Regions from separate parts of the Mus musculus genome. Here region 1 is linked to region 2. Evidence: chromatin contacts called from public Hi-C data. All regions are on one chromosome and are shown on one strand. Each heading gives the region's core, a stretch centred on a gene start, on an enhancer-like site or on the middle of the called end of the contact. The rest is flanking DNA. Distances are from core to core; before and after follow the strand shown. Region 1 holds the start of Nipsnap2 (nipsnap homolog 2). Region 2 holds the start of Mmp17 (matrix metallopeptidase 17).

Region 1 (5,609 bases), core at 428-2,927, 140 kb before region 2:
TGTCCTGAAACAAAAGCATTCACACACTTTTCCCTCGAGATGTGTCTCTTGTCCTCTGTGTGTCTGTGTGAGATACACACCCCAGTACTAAAGATTGCCAGTAAATCAGACAAGCCATATTATATGGTGCTCTCATAATGCTGGAGAGATGGCTCCATGCCTAAGACCACCTGTTCCTTTCCTAGAGGGGCAGAGTTCCGATCCCAGCACCCAAGTGGTGGCTTACAACCATTTCTGTAACTGTACTTCAGAGGGTCAGAGACTTTCTTCTGGTCCCTGAAGGCCCAAGGCATGCACACGGTGCACATACATAGATGCAGGTAAAAACCACACATACGCACAAACAAAAGAAATCTGAAGGCAAGTTCTGGAGCTGGTGAGATGGCTTAAGGGGTAAAGAAACTGGCTGCTAAGTTTGATGAACTACATTCAATTTCCCAGACCCACATGGTGGAAGAAAATCAATTACACACACGTGGCAGAGAGCTCAGAGGTTAAAAAAAATCTTAAAAAAAAAAAAAAGGAATATTTCAATTAGCCAAGGCTGGCCTGCAACTGCACACCTGCAACTGCAGAACTTTGGAGTCTGAAGCAAAAGGTTTGCTGAAGGTTCAAGGCCAGCCAGGAATATATGTAGTAAGATCTTGTCTCAAAATACATACATACATACATACATACATACATACATACATACATACATACATACATAGGGCCTGGAGAGATGGCTCAGGGGTTAAGAACACTTGCCGCTCTAGAAGAGAACTCAGATTCAATTCCCAGCCCCGACATGGCGGCTCACAACCCTCTGTAACTCCGGGTCGTTGGGGATCCAAAACCTTCTCCTGGCTGCCCCAGGCACCTATGTGTTAGCCACACATGAAAGCAAACACTTATACACATAAAATAAAAAAATAAATCCTACAAACCGCTTAAACAGCAAATAAGCATATAAAGGAAGAAAAGAAGGGAAAACAAATCTGTCGGTAAATTCGGATGGCCTTTCGTTATTTAAACGTGGGGATGTCAAGGTGACAGGTTGACACACCGAGCACAGTCTCCGCGGAGGTCAGGAAAAAAGAAAAAGTTTCGACAGCGAACTCCGCCATCTACTACAGCTGGCCACCGTGGGTTACTTTTTTTTTTTTTTTTTTTTGCCACTCCGCTTTCAAATTTAAGGGCTGTCCCGACTGGGGACCCCGGGGTACAGCTTCCCCAGGGAGACCAGCCATCCTTTTGCTTCTCTGCACGACCTGGGGCGAGGCATTGCTACTGCGAGGGGCGCAGCGCGCAGAGGCTGAGGGCGGACGTGGCCCGCGAGCCCGGGCGTCCCCGGCAAGGGCGGCGCCGGCAGGACGGTGACCTTGAGCCCCACGGGGGCCCGGGAAGGCGCCGCAGCCTCGCCAGCCCTCGGTCGCCTGGGACTCGGGAGGCCGGCCCCCCGGCGTCCCCTGCCCGCCCCGGGGACCCCGCGCCCTTCGCCCCACGGCGGCCCCTCCCCGGCCGGGCCCCGGAAAGGGCGGCGCTGCTCACCGGAGCCCCGGCAGGAAGCCGCTCTGGGCGGCTGGCCGCAGCAGGCCTCCTCGCGCGAGCAACACCCGCGCCGCCATCTTGCTCCGGAGCCTGAAGCTCCTACCGCCTCGGTGTCGCTGACGCCGCCGCTACCGCGACCCCTCCCCCGGCCGGGCCGACCAGGCTGGGGCGGGGCGGGGCAGGGCGCTAGGCCGCTGTAGTGCAGGGGAGCGGCCGCTAGGGGGAGCAGCGTGGCGCCTCAGTGCTGCCGCCAGGGGGCGTGCCAAGAAGTTGCTGAAGATATCCGTAGATCCCGCGAGGGGAGTTCAGGGTCTCTGAAGTCCGAGTGAGAAAGGAACCTGGAATGTACACGGGGAGATCCACGGGAAAGGAGTAGATCTGTGCATGTGGGGAATCCAGAGTCTGATTTTATGGTTGAGGGCCACCACAAACATGAGGAAACGTGTTAAAGTTTTAGCAGCATCAGGAAAGTCGAGAACCACTGGTATAGGGGGAAGTGTATTCTGTAAGGATAATAAAAGAGCTATGGATATAAGCATAAACTTCAGCAAGATAAGAGTAGGCAAAAGCAGAACTAGATCCCGAGGAATCAGAGAAATAGGGAGCAGCCTGGGCCTCAGTTACATGCAGAGGCCAAGAGAAGGATACTCTCCAATTGGTGGCTGCCTTCCTGGTTCTGAGTTAGAAGACGGATGGGAGCTGTAATCTTGAAGCTCAGGAGTTGTGGTTTTCTTTATCTTTTAAATTTTTCTCTTCCTAGTCTATGTGCATCATCAGTGTTTTGCCTGCATGTATGTCTGTGTGAGAGTGTGGGTGGAGCCCCTGGCAATTGGAGTTGCAGGAGGTTGTGAGCTGCCATGTGGGTGCTAGGAATTGAACCCCAGGTCCTCCGGGAAGAGCAGCCAGTGCTCTTAATCGCTGAGCCATCTTTCCAGCCCCATGGGTACAGTTTTTCTAACAAGAATTTGGACAAATGACAGGGTCTGGTCTTGTGGGTGGTGGAGGAGCGGTTCAGACTGGGAGAGGCACTCCTTTGAATGTGAATGAGGCTGAGAGCGGTCCATAAAACTGTAGACCCAACTGTGGGAGGCAGATATGTGACTTGCTGCGGGCAGGGCCTCTTCAAGCGTCGGTGAGCCCTGCCTTTTTTATACAGATCCTTCATTTCTCAACTTAGCTGAGACAGGGTCTTTATGTGGCGCCCAGTCCGGCCTCAAACTGATGGTAATCTGTTTACCGCTCTTGAGTCGGGGTTGAACCTGGGAGAATGGAGCCTAAAAACGAGGCGGACTAAAGTCTCAAGCAATAGCGTTTATTCAGAGCATCAGACGATTTATACTCTGAGGGTATAGAAGAACCACAGGAGTTAGGTGTGTAATCATAAGGACAAGCCACACGTGGCAAAAAAATAATAAAAGCAGCAAGCAGTAATGAGTGATCTGGAGTGAACTCACTGCGATTCGCTACACCTGGGAGGGGTGTGAAGCACAGTCTATGAACAAGTTTTGTGTTTTGAAGAAACTGAGGTTACAAGACTCATTTGGAGTTTCTCACAAGCATTCAGAGTTCCCCTCATGCGACTCCATCCTTGGGTCCTGCCTGTTCTGACAGGAATCCTTTTGTAATCTCAGGGTAAACTCCTGGGTTGAGATTACTTGCAGAGCCGTCATAAGCTGTTTAGTTATTGGACCTCATTATTCAGACCAGGATGGCCTCAAACTCTCAATGCTCCTGCCTCTGTCTCTGCGGTGCAGGGATCATAGGTATGCAGTATTGCACTTGACTCAACTTTATAGGTTAGGAGTTTCAACTCTCTCTTGGAATGCAAACTTGGCGTTTATGCATTTCTTTGATGACTCTGCTTTTGTGCTCCTTAGCATTAGGCCATATTTTTCCTGTATTCCCCACCCCCAAACCCATTGCCATTTGGCTCTAAAGTTTCATTAGTTCTTTAGTCCAGTGCTCTCCTCCCTTCCTAAGTACTGGTGACTGTACTTAGGGCCTTGAATATGTTAGGCATGTGTTCTATTAATGAGCTTGCATCTTCAATCTATTTTTGAAATAGGTTCTACCAAGTTGCCTGGGCTTGCTGTGCTCAGCACTTAGCCTCCTGAGTGCTATATTATAAGTGTATGCCATGGGCTGGAGAGATGGCTCAGGGGTTAAGAGCACTGACTGCTCTTCTGAAGATCCTGAGTTCAAATCCCAGCACCCACATGATGGCTCACAACTATTTGCAATGAGATCTGATGCCCTCTTCTGGCTTGTCTGAAGACAGCTACAGTGAGTGTATTTAGATATAATAATAAATTAATTGATTAAAAAAATAAGTGTAGGGGGCTGGAGAGATGGCTCAGTGGTTAAGAGCACTGACTGCTCTTCTGAAGGTCCTGAGTTCAAAACCCAGCAACCACATGGTGGCTCACAACCATCTGCAATGTGATCTGACGCTCTTGTCTGGTGTGTCTGAAGACAACTACAGTGTACTCATATACATAAAATAAATAAATTTAAAAAAAAATAAGTGTATGCCACTACCCAAGTGGCTTTAGGCCCTGCCATGGATCACCCCACTCAGGTATGGGGGGGGGGGTCCCTGGAATGAGGGTTCTTGAAGCTAGGTGGGTAAGGATTTGGTGGTGACAAACAGAAACAAACACAGAGGCAGTTTGAATCTGAGTGTATTCTGCAGCTCTCAAGCAGGGGATTTTATACATTAAAAAAACAAACATTATATCTCTTAGAAAGTATATATCCAGTGAAACAATCACAGAAACCAACAAAAATCATTTGGCACAGTAAAGCACAAAAAATCATCCAAGCATTACAACTCTGAAACTATGTGTTCAGTGGATCACAACAGAACAGATAACATCATTATTAATGTAAATCATCAAAATATAACAATTCTAAAAGGATGTATACAGTGGGGGCTGTCGTCCAAGGCTAGTGACATATTTCCAGGAGCAGGTTAATAAATCTTTAATGGTCAGTGCTCTTAACCACTGAACTAACTTTCCAGCCCCATGGTCAATTATTATTTAACATCTAGTGCCTGATTTTTTATAATCTTCAATGTATAAATTTAAACTATTTTAAATCTTTCTAATTAAGGCTTTCTTTACCATATACCAAAATCCACCTCTGATGACACACAAGTAGCCATATGAAATTTTATTGTTGGGAAAGTTTTTATCATACAAGTTTTGTAAATGATTTAGAAAGTAAAGTGTTGGTTTCCCTGGGGATAAGGTCATGTTAGTGACCCCCATCTTAGGCTACCAGGAATGTGTAAATAAGAAAAGAATAAGAGAAAACAAAACAGATAGACTGCCATGAGAACTACGGCTCAATATATTTTCTCCATTAAAGAGTTCCACAGCCAATTCCAGGAGGTCAATCGCCTCAGTCTGTGGAATTTGTCACACAGATCCTACTGGAGGTGGTGTGGCAAGGCCCTAGTGGTTCTCAACCTGTGGGGGTCAGGATGCCATTGCAGTTGGTCCAATGATCTTTTCAAAGAGGTTTCCAAAGACAACTATCGAAGATGAAGCTAGGTTTAAGAACTGAGACAGGACTCCTCTATCCTCTTCAGGTGGGCTGCCACAGGCAGACACACCCACATACGTGTATTTAGAACTGTATTAAAGAGTCACAGTATTAGAAAGATTGAGAATCACTATGTAGCCTTGGCTGGCCTGGAACTCAACAATGTAGACCAGGCTGGCCTCTGCACTTTGCCTGAGTGCTGCGATTAAAGGGGTACACTACCAGACCCATATCCTGATGCCTGGTTTTTAAAAAAGTTAAATTTATAAATTACATTTATTATTTATTATTATGGTATTTTCTTATACCATGTGTGTCCCAGGAACTTAGATGCACTTGGACTGTCAGGCTTGGTGGCAAGGTTGCTGGCTTACAGGTGAGCACCATCATGTTCTCCTTGGAGTCTTGTGCTTGCCAGGCAAGTACTCTACCACTGAACTGTAGCTCAAGCCCAAGAAACTTTAATGAAAACGATGCATCAGCATGCACATCAATTGGTCAAGTATCTTATAGACGCTTGGAGATGGAGA
Region 2 (5,432 bases), core at 1,699-4,198:
CTGCTTTCACCTGTCACCACTGGTCCCACCCTCAGGGTCTTTGTTTATTCCCCCAGTAACTAGCCTTCAGTTGTAGGCATATTTGCAATGAAGATCTGAACCTGCCCTGCTGTGTGGTGCCGACAGTGGGAGAAACTTTGCCACAGGAGGAGACTTCTGGGTAGAAACTTGCTGGGCTCATTCGAGTAGCATGAAGGGGGCTCTCAGGCAGAACCCCAGGAACCGTGGGCCATCAGAAGCTACGACTGCTTGGTGCTTCTGAGACACGGCAACACGGCATCCACTACGGAGCTAGGCCGGGCTGAGTGGTATGACATTTGTAAATGAAATATGAGGGGCTGACGGGCGGCAGAACCTGCAGAGCCAGGCAGCGGATGAAACATTTTCCAAGACAGGTGGCGAATGAAACCTGCAGAGTGTGCCACCCAGGGCCTGATCTGGCTGTGTCTGAACTGTCCACTTCCCCCTGGCTATCCAGCTGGACGCTTGGAAAGGCCTCCGGGACGCCACTCTCCAGAACCTTCCCTGGGGTTGCACACTTGGCTCTGTGCAACCACTTAAGAAACGGAGTGACAAAGCCAGGCCCCACTGAGCTGTGAGGAAACCACATCCTGCGGGTCCTTTCAGGGGGCCTGGGGGCCTCTTCCCGGCTTTATTCACAGGCGCTCGCCCCTCCCTGCCCAGCCGTGGATTTAGCGGTGTCTGGCAGCGGCTGATCACAAACACAAAGGCGTCCTTCTCCTCCGAGGCATCCAGACCTGAATGCGCTCAACAGCCCGCAGAGGGCGGTCTGAGGGGCATCAGAAAGCTCCCACCCAAAGCCCGCCCATCGTTTGCAGCTCAGTGAGTGCCCCTGCGCCCCAAGCTCTTAGGTGCCATTCCCTAGAGGGCCACCAGAGGGCGCCCCCACCGCCACCAAAGGAGAGGCGGGCAGGACCCGGTTCCCACACCCGGGAGGGTATTGTCCTGGGCAGGAGGCTGCCTGCGGCACCCTCCCGCCTTACCCAGGATTGGACGACAGGGTTTTGCTGCCTCTGGCAAGCCTGGAGTCACATACCCTGGTTAGTGAGATCTTCAGGGTGCTGGTGGGTTGGTGACCCTGGAGTGCTCAGGAACTCAGTAGGGGAGGGGAAAAGTCGGATGAAGCCCACAGGTGCCAGGGGGAGGAGCCAACCCCACCTCAACCACCGAGGTCCGCTGCTGCAAACTTCCTAAGTACACTGGGCCTGATTAAGAACTTGGATGGGCAGGGGCTCCCTCGCCCTGACTCCTCCCTCGCTCTGTCTCCTGTCCCCTAACCAGTCCCGTTAGAGATACACTGAAAGCTTGAAGGAAGACGGTGTGTGTGTGGGGGGGGGGGGGGGGGAGGGTGCGTCTGGACTCTGTTGTCACCCACCAGAACTGGGTCTGGATGTCCTAATGCTCATGGCATCGGGGAGCCAGCTATGAAAGCCTAGGATCAGGAACGTGAGGAACCCCTATTTTAGAGGCCACTGGAGTGGGAAGAAGCCACCTCAGGGGACCCTCAGACATCTGCAAGTGGGCAGAGAAAGCATGGGTCGCTGCCACCTCAGATGCCTGGGGGGTGGCAGAGTCTGCCCCTCTCAGATCCAGGGGCAAATGTTGCCAAACTGGAGGTTGCTCCCGCCCCAGTGTCTCCTCCAGCAGGAAATCTCCATGACACCTTGCCTAGACCTGAGGTGTAGGAGTCCTCGTTGCCAACCGCCCGTGGAAAGCGGACTCTGCCAGGACCCCATTAGGATATTGGCTGGCTTGTGCCAATCAGGAAGCCGCGCCTGGCCGGGTCTCCAGATCTAAGGAACCCAGGCCGGGGCCTCCTCCTCCTCCTCGAAAGCGGGCTCTAGTCACCGCGCGCGCCTTTGCAGAGGGCTTCGCGGGCCTGCGGAGCCATAAAGTCTGATCGAAACCTTCCGGGTCTCCTGCGGGTTTCCAAACCCGACTTCAGTCAGGAGGGTGGGCAAGAGGTGGGAAGAAGCCGGTACCCGGGTCCCCAAGCTGGAGTGCCTAGCTAAGCTCTGGCAGTGGGAGTTGGCGGGATGGGGACGGCAGCGGGCTTGACACAGCAGAGGTTGTCACCCGCACCGGCGGGACAAGGCCGATCGCTCCGGTGGAGGAGGGAGACGGGGTCGCGGCACGCTCGCCGTGCGGGAGGCTCTTCTAACATCGTCAGCGGGGCAAACTCGGGAACCCCAGGTTTTCCGGACGCCCACAGGCGCGTCCCCGGCCTGGGGTGCGCGCCCCTGACCTCCCACTCCGGCCGCGAAGCTCGCGGGGCGCACCGCTCCGGGCGTCTGTGACACCGGTCACCCCGCCAGAGGTCTCTGTGGAGCTGCTTTTAACCAGAGACCAGGCTCCGGCTGGGCGACCACCTCCCCGGGGCGCCCGCGGCTGCGGCGCACGACTGCACGGAGCGGGAAAGGGACCGGCATCCTCCTAGACCTGCAAGCGTGAGCCTCGAGCAGCCCGAGCCCCAGCCTCAGTTTCTCTGTCTTAAAAATGGGTTCCCCCCCACACCCCCGCCTCACCGGGATTCGCGCACCTCTCCGAAAGGAGCAAGGGCGAGTCTCCCTTCTCCCTTGCACCTCGTGAGCGCCTGGGGACTCGGCTCCCGAGTGCCCAGGGTCCCGTGCCCCTGTCGTTCACTCACCACCCCGAGGCTGAGGTCCTCCGCGCGGGGCGCGGGCGCTGCGCAGCCCCCATGGGCCGCCAGCGCCAGTACAAGCAGCAGTGGTGGCAGCCCCGGCCCGGGGCGTGGAGGGCCAGGTCCCCGGGGGGACCCAGGTCCCCGCGGGCGGCGTCCCATCCCGCTCTCCCAGGTCGGGTGGCGAGGGTCCCCGCACCCGCCAGCAGCCAGCTCCGCGCCTCGCTCGGCTCCGCGCCCGCACCGCTCCGCTCCGCGGGACTGAGCCGCGCGCCCGCCCGCCTCCGGGGCAGGGCCATGCTAATGTATGCTAATAAACATCGCCCCGCCCACTCCCTTAAAGGGGCCCCCGCGCGGGCGGGACCCGGTAATGGCACAGAAGCTTTGCCCACCCCGAAGGCTGGAGCACTGCTGCAGACAGGGAGCCGGCGGATCGGGCTGCGAGTGTCCTAGAGTTCTCTGCCGTCCTCTGGACGCGCCCCCTGGTCGCCTGCTAGAACCCTTGGTTTAGTTTCAGGTCACTTAGGACCTAAAGACCGCTGCAGCGCGCGTGATGGGCACACGGGGGAGCCCGCGGGCCACAGAGTCTTGGGGCGAGTGGGAGTAAGCACCCCGATTCTGAGAGATCGGAGGTGGGGGAGGGGATTAGTGTGATACAAGAGAGCGTAGGAGGGAGCGGGGGCATGGGGTGGGATGGGATGGGTGAGCGTGGGCGGGAGTAGGGGCTTAGGACGGGAGACTAGGCCGAGAGCACACCTGAGTCCTGTATGGAGCCTTGGGCACAGAGCACCTTTTCCCCTTAGTCCGCCAGGGAGCATCTAGCCTCTGCTGCTGAGGGTCTGCATCAGGTGTGAAAAAAGAGACTTTGTTTTGAGGGGCGGGGAGTGAACCCCCCATGCTTCCGGCGGGCTGGACCCGTTCTATCTCCGTGAGCCGGGAGGCTATGAATAGCAAACATTAGCTGGGATCTGGCACCCGCTCAGCACTTTACAGATGAAATTTTCTTTCTCGCAACCCGTAAGAAGTGGAAACCATAGTTCCCAATTTGTACACAAAGAAACTGAGGTCCAGAGAAAATAATACCTAAGTAGGAGACAATGTGGAGTGACAATGTGGAAACTGGCTGGGCCAAGGGACAGAGTTCAAAACCAGCGCCCTCCCACCCCAAGCCCCCGCCCCAGCGGCTGGGTCTCCAGCCCCTTCCCCGCGGGTTTCTCTAGTCCCTCGGTGTCGTTAGGATTACAGTCTATTTATTGTTTGCACGCGGACACTGAGGTTTAGATGATGCCTCTAAAGGAGAGGGTGGGTGACTCCCTGCTTTGAAGGCAAAGTTCCCTCCCTCAACTCCCAGCTGGTGTCTATCCATACCCTGTTGCTCTCGGGGGTCTGGGTGGTTTGGGGAGAAGATTAGATTCTGCACCAGCTTGAGATGGGTCCGTGGGTTGGGGGGTGGGAGGGCGGGGGTTAGGACCTTGACACGAGAAAGCCCTAGAGACAGAGAGTGCGCAGCCACAAGACAGTAGCATCTCCCGGGTGTTTAGCTATGTGGAACAAACTCCCTATCAACCCGTGGAACAGTACTGCCCACAGTTAGTTAAAAATGGGTCTTCCTATCTCAATTAACCTAATCTGGATAATCCCTTCGAGGCGTGTCCAGAGGCTAACCTAATCTAGATAATCTCTCACAGGTGTGCTGGGAGACTTGTTTCCTAGGAGATCCTACAGCCCGTCAGGTTTACAATATTAATGCATGACATTAGTTCATGCTGCATTAGAAGGAAGGTCGGTTCGGTCCCTAGGGAGAAGATCGATGCTCTCCTGTTAGACAAGAAGAGAGAAACGTATTGCATTCGTAGGCCCTCTGAGATCAGCTTCAAAGCTCGGGTGGCCCCATCTTCTATCTGTTCTGAGGTCTCTGGGCCTCTCCTAAATGATGTCCCTATGTGGAAAGGAAATCTCAGAGAAATGTGGAGCAAATTGGGGACAAAAGAACTGGTTCAGGAATGGGTGGCTCTAGGGGCTCTGGCTCCAGACCCTTGTCCCCTTGACTCTGCCAATTCTAACTGGTACCTCCTCCCAAGGTGCCCTGCCTTTGCCTATCTGGCTCTGGGAGTTTCTTCCAGGTCTCCTATAGTTTGGTAAATGTCTACTTGACACTACAGATATACTCTTAGATGGATAGGAATCTTTTTTGGTTTGTTTAGAACTGTGTCCTGCTTCAGCCCCCGAGTGCTAGGATTTTAACTGTGTTCTCCCATACCCAGCTAGGATGGGGGTCCTTGTAGTTATAATTGAGTTAAAAAAAAACTTGAGATAAGCTCACTGGGGATTGTCTAGGTGACCCCCAAATCCACTGTCAAGTGATCTGATAGAAGCAGAGGAGGCCCGGACATGGTAGCAGGACTTTGAAACTCCAGCGTTTGGGGAGGCAGAGGCAGGAGGATGGTGAGCTGCAGGCCAACTGGGCTCGAGAGTTTTGGAAGTGGTTTTAACAAAACTCCAAAGGAGCAGACGAAAGAACAGGGGAGAAGCCACAGGAGAGTTTGTTGGCTTACAGACAATTTTGCTAGACTCTTCCCAGCGACCGAGCAACAGATTAGGTCATCATATGGCTCTCATCACCTGACAGCATATAAGAGAAGTACCCCAGCCCCTTTCTCTGTCTCTCCCCACTCTCCCCATCTCCTGTCTAACTCCTCTCCCCCCCCCTCTTTTTCCCTCCCCCTTCTCTGTTCTCACGTGTTCCTGGCCAGTCTCTCTTTCTGTCCTT

What was found. A called contact is a pair of places that touch in the nucleus more often than the background predicts.
Region 1: a contact with region 2 is called in a Hi-C map of regulatory T cells, with 2.7 times the contacts expected there. The contact joins the promoter of Nipsnap2 here to the promoter of Mmp17 in region 2. A contact is called at or near these places in 12 of 39 promoter capture datasets (the 3T3-L1 cell line, the C10 cell line, the SN4741 cell line and 6 more), 1 of 15 datasets of contacts at CTCF or cohesin (CD8 T cells), 17 of 484 Hi-C or Micro-C datasets (CD4 T cells, CD8 T cells, Th17 cells and 10 more), 10 of 115 datasets of contacts at active chromatin or transcription factors (embryonic stem cells, epiblast stem cells, extraembryonic endoderm stem cells and 5 more) and 2 of 9 other capture datasets (adipose tissue and liver).

The regions. Positions count from the first base shown.
Region 1 is chr5:129,721,143-129,726,751 of GRCm38.p6, reverse strand. Nipsnap2 (nipsnap homolog 2) reads right to left here and starts at 1,677. Exons shown (of 10, transcript NM_008095.4): 1 at 1,531-1,677. The coding sequence starts at 1,607.
Region 2 is chr5:129,581,685-129,587,116 of GRCm38.p6, reverse strand. It overlaps Mmp17 (matrix metallopeptidase 17), which reads right to left and starts at 2,948. Exons shown (of 10, transcript NM_011846.5): 1 at 2,669-2,948. The coding sequence starts at 2,824.